2 separate regions of the Sus scrofa genome follow, and region 1 is linked to region 2. The links are chromatin contacts, called in public Hi-C maps. All regions are on one chromosome and are shown on one strand. Each heading gives the region's core, a stretch centred on a gene start, on an enhancer-like site or on the middle of the called end of the contact. The rest is flanking DNA. Distances are from core to core; before and after follow the strand shown. Region 1 has its middle 120 kb from the start of RDH14. Region 2 overlaps LOC106509892 (a long non-coding RNA gene).

Region 1 (6,499 bases), core at 1,314-3,813, 260 kb after region 2:
GGGGGTTTGAGGGCAGAGACAAAAACGCAATCAACAGTGGTGGTGGCCAACCCAGTAAGATGAGAAATGTCTGAGAATCAGGGCAGCGAGGAATGAGGAGGAGGATCCAGTTCCACTCCTTGAATAATAGATGGGGAAGCAGAGGCTCAGCCAGGAGAGCTGACTTTCCAAAGCCATAGTGCTGGCCAATGGCAGAATAGGAAGTTAGCTTGAATCTAGTCACAGTTTCTCGGAAAGGCAGCATCTTTCATGCTCACCTTTCTTTTTTTCTTTTTTTGGATTTTAGGGCCACATCTGCAGCATATGGAAGTTCCCAGGCTAGGGATCGAATCAGAGCTGCAGCTGCAGGCCTCCACCACAGCGCACAGTAATGCTGGGATCCTTAACCCAATGAGCAAGACCAGGGATCGAAGCCTTATCCTCATGGGTAATAGTCCGGTTGGTTACTGCTGAGCCACCAAAGGAGCTCCTCACCTTTCGTTTTTAGTAAGAACTTGTCAAAGTTAGGTAAAATGCAAGTGTACCACTTCTTTAGTTTCTGTAATAACAGCATTTTGTAGTAATCTAGCCCTCACTTTCTTTCCCTTAAGACATCTTATTTTGAACCCACAGTTCAAGGTCTAATTCTTTCTGTGCCATTTTATCAGAAGCAATGAGACAACTTAGGCCATCGAAGAAAAGAAGTCAATAACCTTGAGCTGAGATGGAAGAGAAAGAGTCAAGTTGAATTACAGAGCACTTAGCTCCAGATATTCAAGGAGAAAGACAGGCCTGTGTCAGCTAAAGGTTAAGGGGATCTGATAGTCCTGAAAGCAACTCCAACCACAGTCCAATCTAATTGCAGGCCTGCAAGCCGGTACCAACGATAATGCAATAGTAAATCACTGTTGAGCACAAGCTGTCTCTTCAGGGCCCCAGTCAGCACCAATCAGGCCCTTGGCAGCTTTTGCCTTCAATTATCTCTGAAATGCCAGCCACTGGCACCCTGGAACCATCCTTGAGTCTGTTTGTCTTTCTCTCTTCAGGCTCTGAGCTGGAGCTCTGTGGGGTGAACTATTCAACAAGTTGCAGGAAGATAAGGTCCTGAAGCAGTAAATCAGGGTGGCCAGAGGAGGACAGAAATGCCCCGAACATGGCATTGGGCATGGAGAGTGGCTGACAGATGCTCCTGTGCCTTGACTGAGAGAAAGACAGAGTCTCCTAGGGTCCCTGCATCAAAATTCTAATTCTGCCACTGTGTGAGGTTGGGCAAATTTCTTACCAGTTTTCACTGGCTTTACTATTTTATTTTATTTATTTTATTTTATTTTATTTTATTTTATTTTAGCTTTTTAGGGCCATTCCTGAAGCATATGGAAATTCCCAGGCTAGAGGCTGAATCAGAGCTGCAGCTGCCAGCCTACACCACAGCCACAGCAATGCCAGATCCGAGTTGCATCTATGATCTACACCACAGCTCACGGCAATTCCGGATTCTTAACCCACTGAGCAGGCCAGCGATTGAACCCGCATCCTCCTGGCTACTAGTCAGTTTCGTTACTGCTGAGCCATGAACTCCCTTCATTGGTTTGAAAAGCACATTTCCCCCTGTAGTTTAAAATCTCTGAGATTTTAGTGCACTGTGCCATGGGGGAAGCCTCACAGTCATAATTTTCAGAGTTTTTGATTTCCTTTTGTGGGGCTACATAAGATAATGTCATGCCCAAGAACAAGGCCCTGTGCTAATTGATTTCATGGGTTTTACTTCACTTTATCACAAGGCTCTGAGGCTACAATGATCTCCCTACCTGTCGAAGATCACAAAGTTAACAGCAAAATAGAGACTTGAATCATTTCTCTGATACTGGTTCTCTAGTATGATGAAGGTGTGATCCTATCCCATGCTTTCCCGACCATAGAGATGAGCTCAGAGTTGACTGCTGCCAACCCAAGGAGACCCCGGATTTTCTACTGTCTGGAATCAGACCTTTTCTTCTGGGTTCTAGTGCAGGTAGACAGACTTTTCTATCCATTCTGGGAAACTGGATTAATATGTTGAAGAAGGTGTCAGGAGCTGGATGAGAACTACCCCAGGTGTTTTAGCAAAGAATCCTGCCAACCTGTCTAACCCTGACTCAACCGAAAGACCATTTCTGGCTCCTCCTGGTTTGAAGCTCCAGCCATGACAGCCTCGCATAGAACCGAAGGCGGTGGGGAAACACCATCAGGGTCTTGTTACAATGGTTTGAACTCAAACAATCTCCTGATGGCTCCTCTGGGCCAAGGCCAACTGCAATGGTGTGTTCCTCACAAGTAGTCTTTTCCCATTTCTGGGACTCCCTGAGGTGTATTCAATAATGCACTCCTCATTCTGCAGCAGATGGAAAAGTGTTTAAAAAGGTGCCAGGTTTATTTATGGAAGCATGAGATTGAATTTAAGAGATGCGCTTTGCCAATATGAAATGTGAACTCTCAAAACAGGAAGTGTCTTTTACTGCCTATTTATTTTATTGCCGTATCAGCTGCCCAGAGCCGAAGAATCCTTCCTCTCAGGAATTATTTATTTTCTAACTTCTGAACCAGAACATCCTGACCATCAGCACTCACGCTCCTTGCTGCCAGATTCCCAACTACAAACATGTGCCTCGCTGTCATTCAGAGGGGATCCACTGAGGTTTCAGGGAAAAACATTTGGACTTGAATAGTTTGTACTGAATCTTTTTTTTTTCTTTAAATGTAAGCAGAGATGTTTCAAATAGGTCGAACCAAATGACAAAAGATGATACAAATCTTAAAATCGCGCTTAGAATAATGGAGGAATTCTTGAATTTTCTCATAGATCTCGATACCCAGTATTCTCTCATTACCATTTAACTGATACGAAGAATTTCTTGGAAGAAAACAAATATCTAATCATTTGGACTGGCTGCTATGTATCTGGTAAGAATGAAAAAACGGACCACAATTTAGTGAATTGTTCAGGGTACAGCGCTCCGTCTGCCCTGATATTTTCCCAACTTTTCAGAACTGAAAGTTACTACTCTAGCCTTCATTAAATAACTGAAAAATAATTTGTCAGAAACAGCATTTGGTATTTGAAGAAACAGCCTAATGTACGGGAAGGCACTGAACTGGGTCTCAACAGGCACTGGATACACGTGAACAAAAAACAGGCTTTTGGAGAAAGCATGAATATTATAAAAAGGGACAGAGATGCTGTTTAAGAGTTCTTTCAGTTGTTAGCAAAATCCATCCCACTGCAGTCCACTAGAGTGATCTAGATCATTCCAGTCTGAAGGTTTCCGTAAAGGTACCTTTTCACACGTGGACTTTACCTACAAAAGCCGAAATGCCTAGGAGACCCTCTCAGGCAGAAGACATGTTACAATTGTGCCACCTGCTGGATACACTCTGAATCACATCATTTCCTCGCGTCTTTCTCCCACTCAAAACTCAATGGGAGGCTCCCTATTGCTGACCGAGAAGAGTCTAAAATCCTCCGCTTTCAACGTCTTTATGATTTAACACAAGTTTACTTTCAGGTCTCATTTCCTAACACTCCCTTCATGGGTACTTAGCCTTGAGGTAAATCCAGAACTTTCTACCTTCTCTTTCTCAATCCCAGAATTAACTCAAGGCACAAGCCAGAGGACAATTGCAGAGAAGTTGAGGAGGTTCAGGGCAGAATCTCCACAGGAAAGAAACCAGAAGGTATGGATGCCCCAATACCCACATTATGTAGGACACCGAATGCTCACAACAACCTGAAGACTGTTTCTCTGCAGTTACTTAGAAGGTTTCAATAGGAGAAAAGTTAGCAATAGGAAAACAGGCAGAGGACATGAACACATACACAAAATGCGCATATTAAATTTCAGAGAACCATGCATAAATTCCCAAATGATCAAAAATGCAAATTAAAGTCAAGCAATATTATATTTGTCTATCAAATTTGAAATGGTTGTTTCTAAATGATGCTGTGTTGTGCTGGTGAGGGTCTAGAAAATAGATCCTCTCAAGGAGTTTTTGTTGTGGATCGGGAGGTTAAGAACCCAACTAGTATCCATGAGGATGCAGGTTGGATCCCCATCCTCGCTAAATGGGTTAAGGATCCAGTCTTGCTGCAAGCTGCAGTGTAGGTTGCAAGTATGGCTCAGATCCTCTGTCACCATGGCTGTGGCGTAAGTCGCAGCTACACTCCCAATTCAACCCCTAGCCTGGGAACTTCCATATGCTGCAGGTGTAGCCCTAAAAAGAAAGAAAGAAAAAGAAAAGAAAATTGATCATCTTGTAGGCTTTTGCAAAGCAGCATTTCTAAAGCACAATTTTTGAGTGTTCATTACAAGCTTTAGAAATGTGCTTTCATTCGGAGTTCCCACTGTGGCTCAGTGGTAATGACCCTGACTGGTATCCATGAGGATGAGGGTTCAATCCCTGGCCTCAGTCAGTGGGTTGAGGATCTGGTGTTGCCATGAGCTGTGATGCAGGTCGCAGACATGTCTCGGATCTGGCCTTGCTGTGATGTAGGCCTACAGCTGTACCTCCGATTTGACCTCTAGCCTGGGAACTTCCATAGGGGTGGGGCCCTAAAAAAAGGCACCCAAAAAGTTGTCTTTAGGATACAATCACAGGTTGTTCTATAATATATCCACTAGAATGGTGGTTATCACTGCAGGATTAATTGGAATAGATAAAAGGTGGAAACAAGTTACACGGCTAACCATAGGAGTATATCATATGGTACATTCATATGATAAATTTAAATAGTGACTATAATAGATATTGTGATAATAGTGCTTATTATGTATGTATTGTTCATATGCTGTTTAGAGGAAAAAAAGAAAAAGATCGGAACAGCCTATTCTGTTTGCTTCCACTTTTTTTTTTTTCTCCCCCCTGGTGTTTTGAGGGCTGTACTCGCAGCATATGGAGGTTCTCGGGCTAGGGGTCCGATTGGAGCTGCAGCTGCTGGCCTATACCATAGACACTGCAATGCCAGATCCAAGCCACATCTATGACCTACACCACAGTTCACAGCAACACTGGATCCTTAACCCAGTAAGGGAGGCCAGGGTTCGAACCCATGACCTCATGGATACTAGTCAGGTTTGTTAGCTCTGAGCAGCCATGGGAACTCCTATTTTTGTTTTTAAGATATGTGCATAGAACAGTAATCACAATAATAATGCTTCAAATATGAATGATTACTATTAAGAAAATTAAAATAAATATTAATAATAATGATCCAGGTTGGTGGAAATATGAGCGATTTTTATTTATTTTCCCCAAATTTCAAAATGTGTTGCCGTAAGTTATATATTTCCTTTTATGATATAATATTTTTAAGAAAGAATATGATTTTTTAAAAAAACCTAGTGAAAGTAAGATCCATGTTAAGTTGTATCTGTGTATAGTTTTCGATTTGACTAAATCCTACTTGTCCTAATTGTTGCTTTTGGTCGGTACTTCTACAATTAGATGTCTCTGGATGCCTAATAATTCCCTGTCTGCCAGATCCTCTGTGGGCGCGGATGTGGTGAAATGGTGCCAGAACGATGCCAGGTAAGTACTGTAACTACGATGCCAGGTAAGTACTGTAACTAACAAAGTGTTCTGCAAAGTATCTTAATTACCACTCTCAGGAGCTGAAAAAATGATACACGAAGCAGCCCGATAATTCCATTAGAAAGGCTCCATCCTAATGACATCCTTCTCTTGAAGGAAGAAAACTATTCATGCTCAAAACGGTCATGACCGTGTTACTGTTAACAGCGAAACGTTTGAAAATAATTTAAACATCCAGTCATTGATAGAGGGTCCAGTGAATCCTAGGGTATGCATTCAATGCAACTTTCAGTAGCCATTAAAATAACTCTTGAAAAGGACATAGCAGGATCTAAATGTCCAAGGCATAATGTTAAGTGAAACAATAATTTAGTGGAAGAAGACACAGTTGGCGTCTTGTGATTTTGAGTATACACAGTAAGTCTGTCTGTCATGAAAGAGAAGAAAATGTGTTAAAAAAAAAAAAAGGTAGAACAATTAAAAGCGCCTTAAAATCCATTGTCTTTTCTTTGAGATAAAAATAATCCATGTTCTTTTTAGGTTGCAAATCTCTGCCCAGGATATGAGGCTAGAATGCAAAAACCCCAGCTGTTAGGGTGATGGAGAGCTGCGGATGGGAAGGTGTGAGGAACAGCAGAAGCACTTCATCTCCACAAACAGCTTGCTAGGCGGTGCTCATGGAAAACTCCATTCTCTGGTGGCTTTTTCAAAGGATGTGCTCTGCTTCAAAGTAAGAAAGAAAGAAAGAAAAGCGTCTTTTGAGCTCTGATGCTTCAGACAAACATATAGGGCTCTGACCTTTTACCCCACACTCTATTGAACTCAATGACTGGAGACTGTACAACGGGAACTTGGATCTTCAGTTTATATACCTCAATCCATTGGTAATTTTCTCTTAGACGGAGACACCCTATTTTGTTGAGCAGTAGACCAACCCTCCCTGTGTGACCTGGAG
Region 2 (5,862 bases), core at 203-2,702:
TAAGATGGTACCATGAAGTAGTTATTATTATTCCCATTTCACATGAAGTTCAGGTAGGCAAAGTAACTTGCTGATACCATAGAGAGAAACCTAAAATGGATTCAAACACAAGATTGACAGCAAAACTAAGCTCATATTATCTATTCCCATACTTTCCCCCTGTGGATATCATTCACATTATTCAAATCAAATTAATCAAATCAAATTGAGGCCTGGAAAGCTAAACAATGTATCTAAGTTTGGAATCGCCTAGCTCAGACCTTATGCATCTAAATTTGGCATTATTCCTACTCTGGATGCTACAAGGATCACATAAAACAATGGGTAGAAAGTGCTTTGTAAATTGTAAAATTTGCAAATATATGAGGATTAAATATCATTATTACCTTTAAAAACTTCCCAAGTGCATCATGAGAGCAAGGAGCAGCTGGAATTAAGAGGAGAGCTGAGACACTTTGGAAATGAGTTTGGCATTTTCTTATAAAATTAAACATACAGTTTGACCTAGCAAGCCCTCTCCTAGTTATCTACTCAAAAGAAATGAAAATATATGTTCATATAAAAATCTAGAGGGAAAAGTTTATTGCAACTTTATTTGTAATTGTCCCAAATGGGAAACAACCCAAATGTCCTTCAACTGGTAAATGAATAAACAAACTGGAACATCCATAGAATGAAACACTATTCAGCAATAAAATGAAATGAATTACTGATGCCTGTTAACAACATGGATGTATCACAAATGCATTATGCTCAATGAAAGAGGTCACGTTTTAAAAAGCTACAGACTATATGTTTCCATTATATAATATTCCAGAAAAAGCAAAACTATAAGGACAAAAAGCAGAGCAGTGGTAGCTGAAGGCTGGGTGTAGAGAAAGCATACTGACCACAGAGGAACATAAAGAAACTTTTTCAGGGGATATATATGTTCACTGTCTTCATTATGCTGGTGGTTACACAACTGTATTCATTTATTAAAAAACATAGCACTCTACTCAGAAAAAGGGTTAATTTTACTGTGTACAACTTATGCTCCAATAAACCTGACTTAACATTTTTTTAAAGAGGAAGCTGAGATTCTCTAAGTATTGGCCAAACCGGTTGATGGATAATGCGGCCCTTGGCACTCCCCCTGGCTTACAGGGAGTAGTTTTCAGGAAAGTATCAATATTGCACAGATGGTACATCAAGATTTTTCCAGTAAAACTATGTATACTCGAGTCTTATACAGACACAGCTCCACACAGGGTTTTTGCTATAGTCTGGCTTACTTTCACTTTTCAATTTATTTTGCTTATAAAACTTAGCACTATTAAAATTCAGCCCATGCTGAATCACTTACCTGGAGTGGATGTGAGGAAAGTTTGCCTGCTGTGTTCTTTTCTCTGAGAACTTCTCTGAGCCTCCTGCCAATTAGGAGCTCCCCTTCCCATCTCCAGATCTTCTTTATGGTTCAAGGCCCAGTTTAGCTCTGCCTCCCTGACCACCTCAGCCCATGTAAGTCTATAAATTGCTCCAGCTCTGCTTGCTCTTCGCTTGGTACTTACTATATGCTATTGTTTGTGCTTGATACCGATTCTTTTATTCTTTCAAATTCCGATATAGTGTGGTAGGTCTTACTAGTGGCTATTGATATCAGTCTGTCTTCTTGTTCCTGGATAGAAGGTAGACTTTACTTCCTAGATGCCTTCACAGTTGAGAGGAGCCATTCAAAATGGCTTAGGGACTATGAGAATTGACATGTTTTGCTTATATGCAAAACTTAGAAGAGAAAGACAAGGCCTGAAATATCAATGCATTTGTTTCCCTAATTCCTAATGTGAAGTCTCATGTTGAAATGACAAAGATTAGAATACAGTGAATCATGGAAGTAATGTTCAGAAGACACCTTTTATAGAATCATATGAACCTTTAGTGACTTTTCTGTGAGTACAAAATAAACTTCCTTGTAATAAGCTGTTGAGTTGTGGGGACTGTTTGTTACCACACTATAACAGAAGCTATCCTGACTAATACAAGTAGATAGTATAGAAAGACATCTGGTAGGTTAGAATCCGATGCTATGGAAAGCAACTAAAGAAAGGGGTAAGTAAATATTGCTACAACTCCAGGGTTTAACATGCTGCCCGAAACACACCCAGTAGGTTTGCAGTAAATGCCTGCATTTACTTATTAACATTTGCTTTGGCCACACATCTACAGTGTGAGGCAAAAACCAACATCATTGATTAATAGTAGTTATTCAAGAAAAAACTACTCTTTTTTGGGGAAGCTAGGGATCAAATCAGACCACAGCCACAACAACACCAGATCCAAAATGCATCTGCAACCTATACTGCAGCTTATGACAATGCCGGATCCTTAACCCACTGAGCGAGGCCAGGGATTGAACCTGCCCTCTCACAAAGAGTACATCGGGTCCTTAACCTGCTGAGGCACAAGGGAACTCTGCAAACTACTCTTAATGGTAACAGATAACAATTTGAGACCATTCTTACCTTAGCTTTTAATTGCCATTTACTGAAATAATGAGAACATACCTGAAAGGATCAATGTTTAGAAATTGGATAGTCTTTTAAATTCTACTTCCTTTCAAGCAGATTAGATATTTACAAACCTATTTAGTATCTCCTTACTCAAAAATGATGATAGAGGCCCTCCTGGTTATACACAACTTTACCAAAAACAATGTGATGTTACATGATCCCTATATATGCATGCACGCACACAAACACACACAGAAGTATTTTGTGTTATCTCAAATAAGTGTATTAATAAAATAAGAATTTTATTATTATATTTTATTTCAGAAGGTCTTGGGCTTAGGTACCCAGGTAAATAAAATTAAAAGTTAGCTCAAATGAAAAATAATTAGATTTGTGTTCAGAAACGGGGACTGAGAACCCAGTTTTACTAATTCTACATGTCTGCTCTTGAGCATTCCAATCCTCCTCCAAACAGACCTAACATCTTACCTGCTCACTTTACAGAAATGTTGTGGGATATGAATGAAATTTTATTATAATCAACATCATTTAAATGTGTATATTCTAGGGGGAAAAAATCCTGCTTTTGTTATCTCTCTCCTAATAAAGGCAAATATTCCACTTAGAGCAACAAGTAGCTTCTCTTCATAGCAGCATTTTGTATTCTCTCTGGAGTTCTACATTTGCAAACTGCTCATCTCAAGAAAAAAACAAATAAAAATTCGATGCAGCTCTCCATCAACGCACTCACTTCCAGGCTAAACACTCGGAGGCGGAGCTATCTTCAACTCATCACTCTGATCACAGGTTCTGGAGTTTTCTCTTCTCCTCCAGGTGTTGTCTACACCCCTGACCCTGCTCCTTCTCTCCCATCCATTTGGCTTTTCATCAACCAATGCTGGGAGTCAGGTGGGATTGCCCTTGCTGTGGACAGAACACCAAGGGCTACGCAGAGTCTTGTGGAGGCCAGGAGGGCTGTGAAGGAAATGTGGGAGTGTCGGGCGAATGCATGATGATAGCACCGTAGGTGGGAAAGCTGGTCTGGAGATTGTTCCCCTCAGCCTGGATAATGTCCACAACATCTCGGTGCTCCTGACATGGCTGGAGTTCTTTCTATGGCACTTGGTGGGGAACGATTTTGTTAGGATCACCCTTCATTCAATAAATCGCTTTTCTAAAGTTTTTTGAATTGCAGTTTCTGACTGTAGGTTTCTGCCAGCACTGCGTACCTCAGTAGCTATTTCTCTACCATTCTGGAACTCACAAATTAAGTTGCAGTCAAGGTTCTCATGGCATAAATTAGGAACAGAAAAACCAGTTTTTACTCATGGCTCTGAAAAACAATCAGGAGAGCCATGAGGCCTGCTTTGGCAAAGGCTCTCTCTTGAAGCCAAGAAATAGGACAGGCCAGCCAGTCGGTCAGCTGCACCTTCTCCATCCCACAGAAGCAGAGCCACTGGTAGGCACATGGCTGCCTGTTTGCAGTGGCTCTGCTCCCAACCTATGGCAGCATCCTTGCCATGTTTTTTGGCAAGCTCAGAAAAGTAGTGGGAGAGGGCCTATGCTAGCATTCTAATTGGGAGGCGAACTGCCTTCCTTCCAGATTTACTGCTCCTGAGGTCTGAGGGGTATGCAGCCTAGGTCCTGGCAACTCATGAGCTGACTCTTTGTGTTCCTATTTGGAAACTTCCTATTATATCCTGATGTAAAGGGTATGGGGGAGTCACTACTGGGATAACCCATTCTCACTGACCTTTCTAGTTCCTTCTCCACATGCACAGAAGCAAACCCAGCATGCCTCAGTCCGACAGGGCCCATCAGTCATAAAAACATGACACAAAATCAGCAGTGGGGGTGGGGCAGCAGCAGCACAGCAGTGTTCCTCCTCCTCTTGCTCCAGGGCCTGTGCTCTGAGCTGCACACAAATCCACAGCTCCGTTTTCCTTTCTTGGCCCTGGGCCCCTTCTTTCCGGCACTCTGTTTCAAAAACATCACAAGCCACGCAGGTGGTTTTTGTTGCACCACAGCTCGTATTCTTGACAGATCCTACATCTGCACATTAATACTCCTTGATGCCTCCAGCCTGAAACTTTCCCAGACACACTGGCCTAAGAGCCTCAGAAGCATGCATGAGGGGGACTAACTAGACAGGAATTCCTTACTGGGTCTGAAGGTTGGGGGGTCATGGTGTTTTAAACAAGAGAAGCTTCATGGTCACTTAGCTCTGAACTTCAAGGCATTTGACTACACTGAAACCCATGTTCCCTTCAAAGCGATGAGTATTTTAGTCAGAATCTTGGGGCAAATCCAAGTTACTATAATCATGAGTTATCACCATTGCCACAATTGCAATCATGCAACTGATATTTATTAAATAAATAAATGAATGACACTAATAATAATAATAATAATTAACATTTATTGAGACCCTCCCATATGTAGGGCTCTGGTCTAGATTAGACAATGAGTCTCTAATGCTCACAACTACTACATGAGGTAGATACTAATTTATACTTAACAGATAAGAAAACTAAGGAAATAGATAAATAATCTGACCAAAGCTGCGTAGTTAGATTAATGGCAGAATAGGAAAGTAAACATAGAGCACAGGCTCCCAAACCTAGTCTAGCTAATTTCACTTAATCATGCTGCATTTAAACAAAAAGCAGGGGCTTGGGGGTGTGACAAAGAGACTAAGGTACTTGAAAAGAAACAAATAAACAGCCTAGGAATCGATTTCTGTACTGGGATCTCTCTTCAAAGAAGCCATTGAAACACTACACTGGCCAGAAGAAACACTTTTCTCATTCTACTAGCATGCAGTGAAACAGAATGGGATGCAGCAGTTTGGACTGAGTGAAAAAGAAGTTTCCCAAATTCAACAAGAAATGAAAAAAAAAAAAATCCATCTCCCAGGAAGGCTGGAAAAAAGAGCAGCATAATCCCTGAGGATACTAAATAGATGAGTAGAGGGACTATTAACAAATCACAGCTTTTAGAGACAGCAGCCAATAAAAAGAAACGGTGTTAGAAATAGTCTGAGTCTCCATTCCCTCCCTTATTTCTGAAATAACATGAATTGTAACACCAAAGACATTCTCTACAGTAACTCCAAAATAGTGTTTCTTTAAATCTATAATTTTTACTTTGGCTCACTCTGAGAAATTTGGCAGTTGTAAAAGTTGTCAGGATAAAGGAAGGGGGTCAACACAGGGTTCAAGCCATCCATTGGGGCCTGCAATCAAGCTGGAGAAGAGCTAGCAGGGGAAGAGGGGGCCCCATTGATTTTCTGCTGAAGAAAAGTGACAGAGGGCCTTGAGCCACAAGGCTTCTTAGAGGGGGAGGCTGGAGGGCTGCCTACGTCCCCAGTACA

The links. Hi-C and Micro-C count contacts between places; a contact is called where the count stands out from the background.
Region 1: a Hi-C map of omental adipose tissue shows a contact between it and region 2, with 1.7 times the contacts expected there. The contact joins two enhancer-like sites. A contact is called at or near these places in 6 of 47 Hi-C or Micro-C datasets (embryonic fibroblasts, fibroblasts, omental adipose tissue and 1 more).

What each region holds. Positions count from the first base shown.
Region 1 is chr3:119,568,163-119,574,661 of Sscrofa11.1, forward strand. No RefSeq gene overlaps it. Among named protein-coding and RNA genes, the nearest start is that of RDH14, 120 kb to the left of the region's middle. Within about 2 kb of position 2,564, at least 6 of the 83 cell types and tissues checked have an H3K27ac peak or open chromatin away from gene starts, as enhancers often do. A contact at or near this core is called in omental adipose tissue, where this site is marked.
Region 2 is chr3:119,305,334-119,311,195 of Sscrofa11.1, forward strand. The region is part of intron 3 of LOC106509892 (a long non-coding RNA gene); the gene reads right to left. Among named protein-coding and RNA genes, the nearest start is that of RDH14, 150 kb to the right of the region's middle. Within about 2 kb of position 1,453, at least 1 of the 83 cell types and tissues checked has an H3K27ac peak or open chromatin away from gene starts, as enhancers often do. A contact at or near this core is called in omental adipose tissue, where this site is marked.